2 separate regions of the Drosophila melanogaster genome follow, and region 2 is linked to region 1. A link is a contact called in public Hi-C data. All regions are on one chromosome and are shown on one strand. Each heading gives the region's core, a stretch centred on a gene start, on an enhancer-like site or on the middle of the called end of the contact. The rest is flanking DNA. Distances are from core to core; before and after follow the strand shown. Region 1 holds the start of lncRNA:CR46019 (long non-coding RNA:CR46019). Region 2 holds the start of lncRNA:CR45109 (long non-coding RNA:CR45109).

The links. A called contact is a pair of places that touch in the nucleus more often than the background predicts.
Region 2: a Hi-C map of the Kc167 cell line shows a contact between it and region 1, with 1.4 times the contacts expected there. The contact joins the promoter of lncRNA:CR45109 here to the promoter of lncRNA:CR46019 in region 1. A contact is called at or near these places in 34 of 107 Hi-C or Micro-C datasets (the D17-c3 cell line, the Kc167 cell line, the ML-DmBG3-c2 cell line and 13 more).

What each region holds. Positions count from the first base shown.
Region 1 is chr3R:13,104,064-13,106,958 of dm6, forward strand. lncRNA:CR46019 (long non-coding RNA:CR46019) reads right to left here and starts at 1,428. Exons shown (of 1, transcript NR_133390.1): 1 at 1,007-1,428. timeout reads left to right here. Exons shown (of 18, transcript NM_079617.3): 8 at 2,713-2,884.
Region 2 is chr3R:13,154,173-13,157,067 of dm6, forward strand. It overlaps lncRNA:CR45109 (long non-coding RNA:CR45109), which reads right to left and starts at 1,515. Exons shown (of 3, transcript NR_125154.1): 1 at 1,337-1,515; 2 at 196-577. The region is part of intron 11 of timeout; the gene reads left to right. It overlaps 2mit (2mit,), which reads right to left and starts at 1,515. Exons shown (of 4, transcript NM_142001.4): 1 at 1,337-1,515; 2 at 196-577.

The DNA of each region.
Region 1 (2,895 bases), core at 178-2,677:
TGTATGTTTCCCTTAATGTGTAGTTTGTATCCTATTGGACCATTCTATATTAAACAATTATACTGATCAAAAGGATTCTATGGATCCACTCGATTTGCTGAATTGACATCACAGTTCCCAGCTACCAGCAGTTTTTGCATCTCGCCTGCTATTAATGCGTCCACGGACCACGGACATCTTTGCGGTAACATGGCCGTCATCGTGGCTACGCTTGATTCATTTCACATTTCAGTTATCATCAAATAAGCACCACACACTGCCCGCAAACAGGACAGAAGCTTCGATCTGGATACGGAATACGGAATAGGGGGACATGGGCGAACACATAGCACCACTAAAATTTCAAATCCACATGCACCACACCACACGACACCACACTCCCTGCCCAATCCCAATCCCAATCCCCATCCCCATCCCATTCCCAATCCCAATCCTTGCAGTCAACTGAGCGCCTTTATCATCAATTGCCAGTGCCCCCTTGGATTCCTCCTGCTGTCAGTTGTGGTCACTGCTGACAGTTCTTGATCAATACAAATGGCCAAATATCTTGGAATTGGCTGGTGATTGCTAACTGGTTTCTATTCATCGGCTGCTTTATGCGGCTGTTGAACCTGGCTTGTTTAGTTCTATTATAGACGTTTAATTTATTGGACCCCTAATTGGGTAGAGCAACTCGGGTTGCATTGTCAGGGCCAAAGTATAGGATTTGATTGGTGCTTAGTTAGTATATGATATATATTCTACTATCATATTCTACCTATTACAATAAGTGTTTTTTATATATGTATAAAGTTTATATAACAAGGATATGTTGTCAATAAAAGCCAAGTATCCCTTGCTAAAAATAACATAACAAACATACATACAAACTTATCTAATGACTTCAAATTGTCAAACGCCTATGAGATTTTTGGCACCTATCACCTAGGAAACCAAATCTTTAACTGTTAGGGAAAGGAACCTACGGTTTGGCCCATGAAAATAATATTGAAGTTTTGACTTCGCTCAAAAACATGCTTTTGATTTTTATTGAACCTCGCAGAACTACGCGTGCTTTTGAATTATTTGCCTGTTTAATTTCGCTTAATGTCTATCCGTTTACGCCGTCAATTCCTGCAGGAATCCGGCGGGTCACTGAATGCCGGATAACCACTTTCATTACAAATTCATTTCCCCGGTCGCCGGCTCCCGACTCCCGTCTGCCGACTCCCGTCTGCCGACTCCCATGATCAGCTCGCCAGCTGCGTTGTGGCACATTGACCGCATTCGAAAACGTCGATGATGCTGGATGCTCCTGCAGTGAGGCTCCCGTGGGGCATTAAAATTCGCAATGAATTTGCATAAATTTTTCGGCGGCAACACTGTGACCTTTTTGGAAACACTTCACCATTTTCATCGCCAACGCAATGTTGCCAATTTTATGGACCTGGGATCTGGCAATTAGAGTGAACGTTGAAGAACTTTAATATGCATTCATTTCACGCTGGAAAACAAGAGAGAATTATATAGTCCAGTTCCTCGACTATCAGCAGATGGAGCTTTATCTCATTGTAAATCTTGAAAATATCTCAAAGTGTATATCCGTTTTTATACGATAAAATTCAAAAATATACCTTTCAATACCAATCGACGTGCATTGCTGTGTCATTCTGCCTAGCAAACCTGCTCTCTATTAGGGCCCGCCTACTTTGCATACGCTTCCTGTTTGGAATTGTCCTTTTCGGTGACTCGCGCGATTTTCATTATTCAAACGACAATCAATCATTTTAACAAATTGACGTGCACAATGACGTTGGCTTTTATTTTTTGGGTACGGGTTGCCTAAAAACAAAGCGGACAGCTGATTTTAGCAGTTTGGCGGCTGTCTTCTGCCGCGTTTTCCTTTTTTTTTTTCCAATTTTGTTGGCTGCCTTTTCACATTTTGAGGGTAATTTGCTAATTGGAGGCGTCATCGGCTTCGACAGAAAAGGCAACGCCACATCATCGCTCAGCCCAAAATCGAGTTGGCTTAGTTAGTCAGTCATGGTGGGGAACTTTTCGTCCTGCCCGATGAATGGGTCGAATGGCATTGGGCGGGGCAGCTGTTGGCCCTTTTTAATGTAGTCGATGATATTCAATAAGTATTTTTGGGACGGTCGAAAGGTTATTGATGTTGGACTTTGATTTATTCCTACGAACATTCTCGTAAAAGTATAAATTCTACACTGTCAATGAATTTATTTCATTTCTAAGGCATACATATCAAAGCAAAATATTTTTGAGCAATGAATGCGTTTATTTGTGTTGGGCAGAGGATATCTATCAATCAATTTAAATTTACTGGATTATTTATTTATATAAATTTATCAAATTTCTAAAACTGTTCAAACTGTGTTGAGAGTCTATTAAAACTAAAATATGAGTGTGCCAAACCATTTAACACCTGGTCTTCCACCTTATGGTAACCCCCAAAATTTATTAATTACTCCGTGTGTGGCATGAATATAAATATTTATTTATAAATTGAATTCAACCCCAATGAAATTCAGTTGAAAAAATTAAGTATTTGTCACATTTAATTGAATTGAAGCAATGTGGCATGCATTTTTCATATAGATACGGGGCCAACATGCAACAAAATTCAATTTGGTTACGTGTGCACACATATAATGAAGAATTTAATTACAATATATATTCATTTTGTTAACTAACCTCTGCACTCCAACTCCACAGGGTTTTTCTGCGCGATGTGGTGGAAACGGCCAACGTTTTCATTAAAATGATGGAGCGCTTCTGCCAGGACTCTGTGGTGGTGCAAGACAAGAAGCGAGGTCGTGGCGCCTCCCGAAAGAAGAAGCAGGCGGCGACCAAGTCCAAGCCACCAGCTGCACCACAGCCCACTGAGGTAAGACCCAG
Region 2 (2,895 bases), core at 265-2,764, 50 kb after region 1:
ACGCTTGCCAGATGAGCAGCAGCAGCAGCAGCGTAATGTGAATGAATTAGCTCGATTTGCATGGAAATTTCATAAATATGTAAGCCGGACTTTGGGTGGTTGGGTGTCAAATTGAGGAGCGTGCTCAAAAAGCGGGAGAAAAGCAAACAAAATTGCACAACCCCCAAAGGTACGAGTAATCAAAGCAAAAATTACCTAATTAACATAATCCGCAGTGGCCAAATGAGGCGGCTTCTGCTCTTCTCCTCCCAGGCTTCTGGTGGTTTTTTTTTTCTCCTATTCGAGGGGGAGTTGTGGGCGTGGCCAGTCGGTAAGGATGTCGTCTGGTTTGGTCGTTGATTAGCGCTGCCTTTTGCTCTACACTCGCATTCGCGTCCTGCGTTTGTCTGTCTGCGTAAATCCTCTGTGATAAGTTGTCTAGGACGTGATCCTGTTCACGTTTCTCGTTCTGATTAATATGCACAGACGTTTAAATTTCGTTTTTTCCCTGCTTTCGGTTTATTTTCGGGGGTTTTGTTTATGGTTTATTCACTTCGCCTGCTGTTTGCTTTAAGTCTTTTTCCCGGGCACTGATGCACTGCAAATGGATATTTTACCGTGAGCTTTACGAGCTAGCTTTCACCTGCTTTTGCAGGCGAGCGGAAATGAGCAGATTCTTACACACACACACACACACACACGCATAGTGCACACTCAAAGACACGTACACACATACATGCAACTGGCGGAAATGAGTGGAACACGCGAAATTCTTTATCCGGTATGCTGGCAAAGTTCTTAAAAGTTTTTATATTCAAACAACACACTCTATCCCAGAACCATGCTTTACAATGTTTACTCTGTTTTAACTGGACACAAAATAAACCTCTTTCTGAATTCATTCATTCCACAGCTTTAGTGCTAGAAGTATATTCATATAAAATATTCTATTCTATGCATTAAGACATAATTCTGCTCATCAGCTGTTTTACGAACGCTAAATTTTCATCTCAAAAATTTATTATGTTCGCATTCATACGAATTTTATTCCTTAAAGCATGGATATATGAATATATCTGATATTAAAAAATAAAGGCATACAAATATATATTCTCAAAATAACAACCTCCCACTGAATACAGTCAGTATCATAAATAATGTGTTAGCTATGAGGATGTTCCAATCCCAATTCCCATTTCGACGCCTTGCTGTCTGCTAGCTAGAAAATACAAAAAATATGTTGACATTTCGCCTTTTTCTACCGGAAGTTGGCTAACATCACAAATACCAACGCAACACGCACAATACAAAAACACACGCCAACCACACAGTTCAAAACAAGCTCGATCTGCTCTACCTGGTAACTTTTTTATATTTATTTTTGGCTTTGGTTAGAATCGCACAGTTTCTGGAGGCAGTTAGTTAGTTAGTTGTTTGTGGCCTCTTCACACGGCACTTGGCACTTGGTTTTTGTTTGATTGAATCGACGCTTTCTCGGGTCGCGTGTCCTGGCCTCGATGTATTTAGCACTAGACTGAGCTGCTCACTCGGCAAGGACATGCTTTTAAGCCATCCTCCGGAGTTCGAAATTCGAAATAGTCGCTGGGCGCCTGCGCGGTTTCTCTTTTCTATTCGGTGAGCAGCTGGCTGATTTGCTCTTCAAGCTGCTGACTGCGTTTTGTTATTATTTTGTTTATGTCCCTGTCAGCAGAGATGTGTGTGTGTGTGTGTTTGTCATCACCTGTTAGCATTTGCGAGTCCTTGAAATTCGGCTCAGTTTCTTGCACAACCTGAGCGACCAAAATCCACCCACTCGGTTGGCAGATGCTGCCTGTGACATTGTCTTTGCCATTATGTAATAATTACAAAGACATACGCACACGTGTTAAACTTCAAATTAATTGCTACCCAAAAGTCTAGGGATATTTGGGCATGGACATGGGCATGAATATGAGTACACAGGGTCCTTGGATGGACATGGCAGGACATTTTCTACTGCTGACCACAGCCCAAACACCAGGCACGTTCCCGTTTTGTATGCTGCTACCAGGATGTGCGGAATATCCAGCACTGAAGGTCATGTAATGATAAGGGGGAGTGGTTGGTCCAAACAGGGGTCGTGGCGAATATGCGTTCAGGTGTTGTCCAGGTGCAAGCGACGCGCAAAAGTCATTAAGTGTGGCCTGCAAAGTGTGATGCACCCCGACAACTGAACAAACATTAGGCTTAATTAACTAGACTGGTGTGTTACTCTTTATTAAACTAGGATATTTTAAAATAACAGAATGTGCACCTTAGGTCACAAGTAAAATATAAAACTGTTTCAGTAATCTAAATGATAAATAGCCAAGTTTATATAAACTTACGATGCTTTTGGGAAAATAGACATTCATAAATAGCTGTTTAAACCACAATATTACCTTCTAAACGCATTTAAATATCCTATTGAATTGAAATATTTAATATGTCTCTTTTTATTAAAGTATGTCTTGTTTAGTGTCTGGTAATTCCGTGTAAGCCAAGCAACTTGGACTTCGTGAGTTTCAAAGTGCCATCATGACTTCCAGACTTCGAGCCATGAAGTTTGGGCCATAGCCTGACTACCCTGAAGTTACCGCTTATAACAAGAACATCAACAACGCCGTAACGAGGTTCATGTTTAATGGCCGTGCAGTCGCAGTCCTTCGGATGGAGTAAGGTGTTGTTGTGCCGGAGAGTGGGATGGCTATAGGGCCGTATGACTATATCCACAATCCTGTCGGGTGTCGGGCCAACAAATGCAGCTACAAAGGCAGCCCAAAAGACATGCACTAATATCGTGTGCTGTCCGTGTTGCATTTCTCCCCGACCACGCACCTTGCCCCTTCGTGTGCCATGTTTTTGGGCTTACAGCTTGAACCTGACACAGAAAATTGT